2 separate regions of the Columba livia genome follow, and region 2 is linked to region 1. Evidence: chromatin contacts called from public Hi-C data. All regions are on one chromosome and are shown on one strand. Each heading gives the region's core, a stretch centred on a gene start, on an enhancer-like site or on the middle of the called end of the contact. The rest is flanking DNA. Distances are from core to core; before and after follow the strand shown. Region 1 has its middle 28 kb from the start of TEAD1. Region 2 overlaps LOC110366091 (a long non-coding RNA gene).

What was found. A called contact is a pair of places that touch in the nucleus more often than the background predicts.
Region 2: a contact with region 1 is called in a Hi-C map of crop, with 4 times the contacts expected there. The contact joins two enhancer-like sites. A contact is called at or near these places in 2 of 2 Hi-C or Micro-C datasets (crop and liver).

What each region holds. Positions count from the first base shown.
Region 1 is chr5:59,147,033-59,151,996 of bColLiv1.pat.W.v2, reverse strand. No RefSeq gene overlaps it. Among named protein-coding and RNA genes, the nearest start is that of TEAD1, 28 kb to the left of the region's middle. Within about 2 kb of position 2,211, at least 1 of the 3 cell types and tissues checked has an H3K27ac peak away from gene starts, as active enhancers do.
Region 2 is chr5:59,351,152-59,356,115 of bColLiv1.pat.W.v2, reverse strand. All of the region lies in intron 9 of LOC110366091 (a long non-coding RNA gene), which reads left to right. Among named protein-coding and RNA genes, the nearest start is that of RASSF10, 30 kb to the left of the region's middle. Within about 2 kb of position 2,340, at least 1 of the 3 cell types and tissues checked has an H3K27ac peak away from gene starts, as active enhancers do.

The DNA of each region.
Region 1 (4,964 bases), core at 962-3,461:
TAAACCAGTAATAAAAGAGAAATTGTGTTTAAATAACAGGCGTGTCTTGATTCCCTGGAACAAATCTTCTGATTTTTAATAGGGGGAATTCACCTAATGGAAAATTTCGCCTGACTGAAGACAACAGAGGTTTTCTGTTGGGTGTTACTCACTGCGGTTTAACTCCCTATCCCAGAGGTCTGCCTGGCTAACTGAGCCATTGGGAAAGAGGTCTTGGAAACAACAGAAGTTACAATCTTGATACCAAAATTACTGGGTGAGGTTGTGTCATATTAGAGGAGAGAACAGAAGATCACAAGACATCTGGGGTTAAAGTGTTAAGGTACATGCAAAAGCCCCAGCAATACAAGATAGCTCAGCTTATTTCCTAAAAGCGCCCGGAGTGCAAGTTACAGGTCTGCCAGAAAAAGATAACTACAGGTGCTGGACTGTGCTGCCCCAGCAAGATCCCTCCACTGTCTCACTTTGGGGTACAACTGCTTCTAGGCCCCTTCTAGTAGTACAACTGCACATAACTTCCTTAACCACAAGGTGAAGGCAAGCCCTGGAGCTTTTCTGTTACTGAGCACAAATGGTAACAGGGACATCCTGGGGTTTGACGCACGTTTCCTTGTACGTATATCCCAAAAGGAGGCAGAGCTGACTCAGAGAAACTTGCCCATTAGTATCCTACCTCCATGTCATGCTCTGCATCCCAGCAGATCATACAATACTTGGTAGCTTATATAAATGAGCTCTGTTCAATGGAGGGACACTATTGTAAGCATGAAACGGGAATCCAGACAGTTTTGGTAATCCAACCTCAAACAATGTGAGCACAGAAAATCCACTGTGGCTAATGAAAAATGAAAAGCAAGGTCCAGTTATCAGCAATGAAATTTCAGTAATTAACACTCAAAACTTTAAACTGAGGAATATGTATGTTCCTAAAAAGCAGTGTAACTGTTCAAAATACCAAGTAGACAAATCTGTGCCCTAAATCTGCTTCCTACCAACTTGGTAACTTTCCACAGTGATTGCGAAGTGCTTATTGTAGCAAATTCATTGCCAGAGTATCTTTCTTGCATGGGAGAACCATGACCTTCCAAAGCAGAAAAATCTCTGAACCTGGACGTGGAGCTCTGGCTAAATGAAGCTGAGTCTGCTACGTGCTTCTAATTTCTTTGCTTTGATGGAAGTCCTAATGTCACCACTTAGGCAATGAGAAGGCGAGTTAAGGCTTTATCAGGACTAACTGGCGGCAGGCAGAGTTGAAGGCAGATCTTGATTAAGTGCTCTGAGCAACTGGAATTAAACTGTGGGACTGCAGAGTCTGGGAAGTAGTGGTCCACATGCAAGTTTTCATTTCAGAGCCCCTCAAACTAAGCCCCTCTTAAAACCTGACCTTTTTCCTCCAGCTCTACTCTTCAGGCTACAAGTAAACTCATGGAACCTGCCCAAGTAGAAAATGAACTTATTAGTCACAGGACAGTTGGTGGCACGCAGAGCATACTCCTGATTAATTTATCAGTCTAAGTTATTTTACAGCCAGCTGGCCCACCCTCATTGTGTTATACGAGCATGTTGCAAGATATAAAGTGTTCACACAAAGATACATTTCTCTCTCTTCCCCTCACCCTCTGCTTCTATTCTGAGCTTGTTTCTTTAGAAAGTGGTGGTGTGGGAAGGCTCCACCAAACGTCTCCATGCCTGCTTCTCATCTGCATTAAGAGTCCCTGCGGTGCCATGAAGAAAGTTCAGTGTTAAGTAAGATTCAGGCCTTGATTTCTATAAGGGTCAGAGAGGGGTGGTTTTGTTTTCTTGATTTTGTTTTAATTCTTTTAAAAAAATGTGTAAACACAATTAGTATTGCTTCCATTTTGATAGGCTACACTCAGTAGGGGCTCGTATTACCCTCTCTGCAATTTATACTTGAGGAGTTTATTTGATTTTGGTATTGCTTTGTTAAGAGAAGGCACGATGACTCAATTAGAAATACTGGTAGGGATCCTGACCAACGCTATCTTTACATTTTATGTTAAAAAAACAAAGAAAGGAAGGAAAAAAGAAGAGTTCCCAGACAGCAAAATTATGAAAATCACAAGGGGAAGCGCTGCCTAAGACTGCACTTCCATTGGAAGTGTAACCACCACAAACTTGTATTCCACTTATCTGAATCAAGACTGAGACTAATTTCCCAATGGGTTAGAGTTGTGCTTTCCTTTTTTGTTCTCTTAGAGTTTGCAAGGCAAACAAACAAACAAGACTAATTATAATACTTTAACAGTCTGTCAAATAAAGCAGTTCTGTCGCTTACTTTTTAAGTTAGTGCATTCATGGAGTCTTCTTTTTGTATCATTATCTCAGAAGAATAAACACGTAAGTTTAGCACAAACCGTAAAACTGTGTTGTAGACTTCAGCTAATCTAGTATCTTTCATTAGTAAGGAGGATTTGGGTGGAGGCCAAGTTAATTAAAACCAGAATAGAACTGTGTTCTATTCATATGAGTCATATAGCTCTGACTCACAATAGAGTCTGTGCAGCTAATGGGTTAATTTGTCCTGATAACGCAGGAAAAATGGAGCTAGAGGTTATGACACTGTTTGAACTGAGCGCTGGTTTCAGACAGCAGACGTACAAGGTTTTTATGCAATTAAGAATACGGATCTGCTCTAATGATGTCCTTTCTGTCTATTCAAGTGCCACTACAAACAGTTCAGAAAGCTCTGGAGGTACAGGAGTCTCAGAAATCCAGGACTGACACCTTCAATACTTTATTATTGTAACAATACGCACATGAAAGTGTTTAAGCTACTGCCACACAGACGGAAGTCTAAATCACATGCATGTAACGCTGGCAATTTCCTCCTAGCTGATAGTCCTGCAGCACTTCAATGGGAAAAATTCTTCCCCAGGCAACCTAACAAACCCACACGCTCGCTTGCCTCAGTGGCCTGCTGCCGAGCACCTACATCTCCACCCCAAGAAGCATGGTAAAAGTGGTAATCCTTCAAGCCAACAGCCTCTGGAACTCCTCTGGTCCCCTTTTCCCTGGGGACTGGCATTCCACACAAGCCTCGCTGCTACCTTTCCAGCTCCTTGTTTCACACCACAACTTAAAGGCACAGACGGGGTACAGAAAGGGGAACCTGCTTCCTAATCCATCCCTCTCATGATCTTCGGTGTAAAGTTAGAGAGGTTCACTTACCGCTTTCCTCCTCCCACATTCCTGCAAGGCTGTGAGCCTTTCAAGACAAGGACTGTTATCACGGCACGAATTCATGGAACTGTTGGTGCAACAAACCCCGTGGGCATGGCTATAAACCAAACGGCAATAACAAGCACACCTGAGTTCTATCTGCCTAAAACCTAGTGCCAAGGTTGAAGGCAGACGGCAGCATTCTGCTGCTCTGCAGCTGATTTAGTTATCTCATCTCCAAGGGCCTCTCAAGAGAAGACATAAATTATACTGGTTTTTCAACCCTCATACAGGTGAAACTCTTAATGAATACAAGAGTGGACAAGAAGCATATATCTTTTATGAGCTAATTTACACAGTTGCTATAAGGGATCCTTTGAGGAAACCAGACCTTAAAAGTAATGGTTTTGTGGGTGTGATTATATAGGATTGTGATAGGAAGTGAAGACAATATAATGCAGGCCTCAGTGTAAATGTGACTGAGGCTTCCCACGGTGATACGAATATTTATCCGTTTCTAAGTAAAACAGACTCAAAGAAACCACAAGGACTTTTCTCACATATTTCAAGTTAATTCATTATTTTGCTGAATTGAGGCTATGGTCCTCAGCACCTTGCAAGTTTCAGACTGCATGGGAACACAGTATTACCCCGCACTTAAGTACTGCTACTTAGGGAAACAAAAAGGAAAATTACATTAAAACAAACAAACAAAAAAACAAAACCAACCAACCAAACAAAAAAACAAAATAGAAAAAACAGCAAGTTCTGGTCACAGTGATTTTCCCTCACCCCCCTGTATGTAATTTAATAGACCTCATCTGTTCATCTAACATAACAGTTATAAATTTGGCATGTGATCCAATGGACTAATCATTCAGAGACATGACTACAGTCAGCACTGTTCGTTCCTCCCAGCATCAAAAGCCTTAAGCAGTGGATGGGGCTCATTAGTCACAGCTGAAGACTTGAGAGCCTCAACATGCTAGTTTAGTATTAATTTCCACCTAACTGGAACAATGCAAACATCCGGGAGAGGGAGGAATAGTTAAAGCATGTTTTAAGGCTTATTCCCAATAAAATTAAACCGAGTCAAGTAGGAAACAGTCTGTGCAGTATGTCACAACACGGAAGTCCAGAAGGGAAGCAGAAGATACTCTTCCAGTTCTCCCCTCCCAGCCCACGTGTGTGCATGGCCCTAGGCAGATTTTCAGCTCTTCACCCAGAGTACAGGTACCAAGGTTGCAATCCTGGAAAATCTGTTTGAGCACCACCTTCCCCTGAAGGCATCTAAATTTCACCCTTGATTTTACATTGAAAAATCCCCAGCATTTTATGCCGGCACATGTTCGAAGCTGACCCAGTCTCAGCGGGGCTGAGTAGTTCTAGTTTTAATCTGACTGGGATCCAAACATGAGATGTAGCACTTAATTCAGTACTTGTGCTCAGAGAAGGCCCAAGAAACCTCGTCTGGCTTTATAGACAAAATGCAGTTGTGTCTGTCATTTTCGTAACACACAAAAGCTTGAAGATGACATGGCGCTCACCGTCCCTTGTGAGCTCACTAGGGATCAGGTAGGAAGAAGGGGATGAACCTGTTATTTGCTTTGCCTGAGGATATGCAAACCCAACTCAGGCTGCAGGCTCTGTGGGTAGGAAAACTTTCTCTTGAGGCTGTTTCAACAGCAGAGTCCTGGAAGAGAGGAGTGAGTGACCCAAGCTCAACAGGAATTTTGCATTAAAATAGAGATGATGGTAGTCTTGGTTCAGCTCCAAAACGTGTT
Region 2 (4,964 bases), core at 1,091-3,590, 200 kb before region 1:
GGAATGGGAAGTTTTAAGTGAGTGCTGGGAGCATTGCAGGTGTTTTCCTATGTGGAGTTTGTCAGTCTGTGGGAGATGCCAAGGCTGTTAACAATGACTGTGGATAGTTATTATTGTCAAAGATATGCAATTAAGCCACTTGGACTGCCCAGCATCTCAGCCCATATATACAGTAGTGGAGGTCCAAGAAGTTTAACTGCTGCTTTGCACCATATCCATAAAGGCCAGTTATGTGACTCTTGCTGTATGGCAAAACTGCGTGATACCACACTGGCTGAAGATTCACAAAAGTGCTGCCAACTCAGGTTCATGTTTTCTGTGTGCTAGAGATGGGGCAGTCATGGCACGATTAGGCTGGCCACTGAAGCCAGCAGATGGGTTTGTCCTTGGAGCAAATCAAGCAATGAAAGCAGGTGGCTGAGAATTCCCAGCTCACCACCTGTAGCTGGAGATGGCCCGTCTGGAGAAGCCAAACTTGAAGCTTTATCCCTAAGTTTTCAGGGGCTCATATGCAGCTCCACGAGAGTCAAAAGGGAAAACAAATGGGAATTAGTGTGATGGCGGGCTAACATTTGCCAGGCTGTTTGCTTTGCTTTTCTATGTCACATAAAATCATGGACAATTTCTCCAGATGGTGAGGCCTCTTCCAGCTGTCCTTTGAGGGTGGACTTTAGGAGAATGGGCTCTTCTGGCAAGTAGTTGCAGCATAGGAAATCTATATTGGAATCTCCTAACTGTCCATTTGCAATTTTTAACTGCCAAACTTCAACAGCCTACTTTGAGTTTGTTTGTACCAATTCACAGCTTGGCAGCTGAGCTCAGCTTTTGTCTCTAGCCAGTGGTTACCCCAGGATAACTGTTTGCCTTACCCTTTTGCCAGCCTTCCTCTGTGCCTGGAAAAGGTAGTCTGTGCAAATTGTTGTTGTCACAACGTTGTTAATGAGATTTTTACTCTAGTGGGAGGCACTGAAAAGGTGTGTTTTCACCTAGCTTTAGTAAGTGCATCTACAGATGAAACACAGATGAGAGGAGATCTAAGTGAGAGAATGAGGTGTGGTTGCTTAAGCCAATTTACAATACTGATAGCTGGGAGCAGATAAAGAGATGACATGTTCAGGACTAGTCTTTGTATTATACCAGTTTGGATTTTGTTTTTCTACAGCAAACATGCAATTTATGCTACCAGGTAGTTTTTCCTTTTGTGGAAGACATGATGCAGCCTTTTCACTAGGTGGACTGTGTTTTGAACATTCAGAACAATTACTCAGGGCTTTTTCTGACTCTTAGCTAGCTCAAGGTTTCTATGTACAATAACAATCCAGCCCTCCAGCCTCCAGGAGTGCCTGTTGAAATAGCCAGGCGCAAATCCTGAAGAGAGTAAACAAATAAAAATTAGTTGTCTATATTGCATAAATATATGAGCCCCGAACTCTTCACACAGTCAAGTAAATGTGCTGTCTCCTTTTAAATGCTCTAGCTGTATTGGTTGCATTGACATACTATGAATATTGCTCTGGCTCTCAGCACTGAGAGTAGAGCTTGGAAGAGGCACTCGCCAATAAACTGGCTGCCGTCCAGTGAAGAAAGGGGGTTATTTGTGTCTGCCTGCATGGGGTTATTTGTCTCTCTTAATGTGCACTCTATTCAGTGCTGACAATTCCCACAGTTTTATGATATGGCTCAATATTTAGTGCTGGCCTAACAGCCAGACCTGGGGTGTTGTGTGAGATGTGTAGAGGTCCTATGAATATAAATATAAAAAGGGATGTTGTCCATTCTCTTAAGTACAACAGATAGGAAACACCAAACGGTAAAAGCAAAATTTTGCTTGAAATTGTTCTTTCTAAAAACTTCATTGTGTGATTTTTGAGTGCGTGACATGGTTTCTGGCTGGCTGAAGTTGACAATACTGCATTCATCTGTTTTCAGTGAAACCGTGGTGAAGTCAGAGTCTGCCTTGGCACTGCCTGCGGCTCTGAGCTCCATTACACACTGATGCATCACAGATTTAGCAGCACAATGTTACTTCACGGTGCTTTCTGCTCACTGGCTGGGCAAATAGCTTGCACTAACCCGATCATGTATTGGCTGCATCTTACACTCAACACAAATGATGCTACTGGATGTGGTGGCTTTTTTGGGGGCAGAAAAGCACTGGCACATGGAGATGCCTCCTGCCTGATGAAGCACAACCGTGCTTCTAGGGAGTCTGTTAACTGCCTCTCGTAGCGGTGTAATTTGTACCAGGTGCCAGGCAGATGAGAACTGAGGAAGATGGCCAGCAGGTATGGTGTCTTGTGCAATAAAGATACTGAGCACTTAAAAACAGGCCTTTCGCCACTCAGGGATGTTTTTACTCTCATGAGGGGAGGCAGAGAAGCTATTAACCTGACAGCAGATTCACGGGTTTAAGGCCTGAAGATGATACAGTGATAGTCTAATTTGATTTCCTGTATGTTATAAATTGTGGAATTTCCCTGGTTTAATCCCTGCTTCGTGCTCACCCTGTACGTCAGTGAGAACACATTTATTAGAGAAGTTTCTGAGTGCAATTTAGACATTCCCAGTGATGGCAGCTCCCTTGCAGACCTTGAGGAACGCTTCTACAGTGTGGAGCAGATGCGGGGCAAGCAAAGCAGCGCGCCGATCGGCCTCGCCAACGGGCAAGCGAGGAGCCAGGATCGGGAAAGAGCTGGGGAGGACCGGCTCCCCCCCCGGCAGGACCCCCGGCCTGTGTTTGCCGGGGTTTGGTGCACGCCCGCCCGCCCCCGAAACAGTGCGGGGAGCCGCCGGCAGCCGCTGCCGGGTCGGGTCCGCTGGGTGGCGCTGCGGGGCCGCGGAGGGGCGGGAGCTGCGCGGTGTGATCGCTCCGCTCCCCGATCCGCTCCCCGATCCGCTCCCCGATCCGCTCCCCGATCCGCTCCCCGATCCGCTCCCCGATCCGCTCCCCGATCCGCTCCCCGATCCGCTCCCCGATCCGCTCCCCGGCCGCGCTGAGCTGGGCAGCCGCGCTCAGCTCTCCGGTCACTGCGCTGGAGAGGGACCTACGGCGAAGGGGTTGTATCTGCTAAAGGGAACAAAAGTGAAGGGGCCAGATTCTGCTCTCCCTTATTCCAGGAAATTCAGAAATTACCTCTTTGTTTACCACCTTATCAGACGCTTTGGATGTGACATTTCTTCCAGTGGCGTAATTTTAAACTGAAAGTCTAACTGCTTTTCAGTCTGGATCCCTGGGGTAGTTTTCCACTATCTCTGATACTGGGAAGCATGAGACAAGCTAATAACTGTGAGGATAGGGAGCACAGATTTCCCAGGCTGCCTCCATTCATTCCCAGAAGGTTTTCCCTAGCATGGCTGTTTTCTAGGCCAAGTTTGAGGATTGAGGCTGTTTGCCTGGGATTTCGTTACAACAGAGTGTGTGAAACAGTAGTTTTGAGTGATCAGCCAGTCAGCCAGAGGTATTGGCCAAGCACTGCAAATGTGTGCACCAACACCAGAGGGTCTGATGCAGCCTTGGATTTATTGGGCAGTTGCTGCACAGATGGTCAGTGCTTGCAGAGTAGATATGATGCAGTCAGAACTAATCAGACTCACTGCACATGATCGTATTTCTGCACAGCAATACAACTCAGAGATCCACCGAGGACCACAGTGACAAATTAGTTTGAGGATCGTAGAGCCAGTGTAACTGAGCCTTCTGGTGATCTCTAGGCAGCCTGGGTATGGTGGAGATTTATACTCAGAGTGTTCTCAGCACTCATGGTTGTTGCTTCACCTCTTGTTCCTATGCCACATGGTAGCAGCAACTCATGTCCTTTGACTTAGAGTGTGGCTATTCCACAGCCCCAGTTCGAAGCAAAACATGTCCTTATTAGCTCTTAAAAAACAAAAGGAGCATAAGTGAAGAAAACTGCTCTCAGCTGGGCTTCTCTCAAGCTGCTCTCTCGTGGGAGGTGGCAGTGGCTGCCAACTGTGTGTTCTAGTCTGGTTCTATATCTGATGGTCTGGTCAAACAGAAATCTGAGAAGGACAGAGCCTGTATTGATTCCTATCCCATTGCGAGAGGTGATATGTAGTTACTAAGTAGCTTTGGTTGCTTGGCCAGTGACTGTGTGTCTGTATAGAAAGCATTTTAAATCTATGTAGATTCGGATTCCTCTTAGCCATGGAAACACATAAAATGACAAGTGAACAAAGACTGATAATGCCAGCAACAGCGAATAAGATGTACAGATCTTTTAGCCCTGTGTCCTTAGTTTGTTGGATGCTGTAGCTGTCTTATGAGTCTTCTGTGGCCCAGGTGAATTGTTTCACTGCTAAAAGGTCAGCTCCTACCTCGCCTTCTGCTCTGCAGCCAGCAGGCAATCACAAAGCAGTGCACTGGGATGAGTATCTTTATTTCTGAGGCATGTTGAGCTGAAGTGATTTGTGCGTGGTCACACAGGTGGTCAGTGGCAGAGATGAGAGCAGATCTCTGTATCGTAGCCCTAGTCTGATGTGGTAGTTATCAGACTGCACTTGTCTCGTGGCTGTGCACAGGTGAGCACAGCTACAGCCTATGCCAGGATTTAAAAATCTTCCTCCATATTTTTCCTGCATGAGCAAGCTGGTAGAACCTCTTTTCCATTTTGTTTCAGTCCTATGGCCATAATTTTGCTTTGTGCTTTTTAACTTCCATTTAAACTTTTGTTTAACAGAGTTGAAAAAAATAATCTATTTGCCACTCTTTAGCATAATCTGGCTCTCTGTTTACATCATTAATAGAAACTCTTGAAAACAAAGCTACTAACAAAAAAGTAAACACTTTTAGAAATAGATTCTTTCAGGCTGTGATACTATATATATACATATATGAATAGAAACCGAAATGCAAAAGGCACAAGGAGTTGAAATGGGAGTCCATCTCAGTCATGTTTCTATATTAAACATATTTCTCAGCATGCCCCAGGCTTTGGCCGATGGGT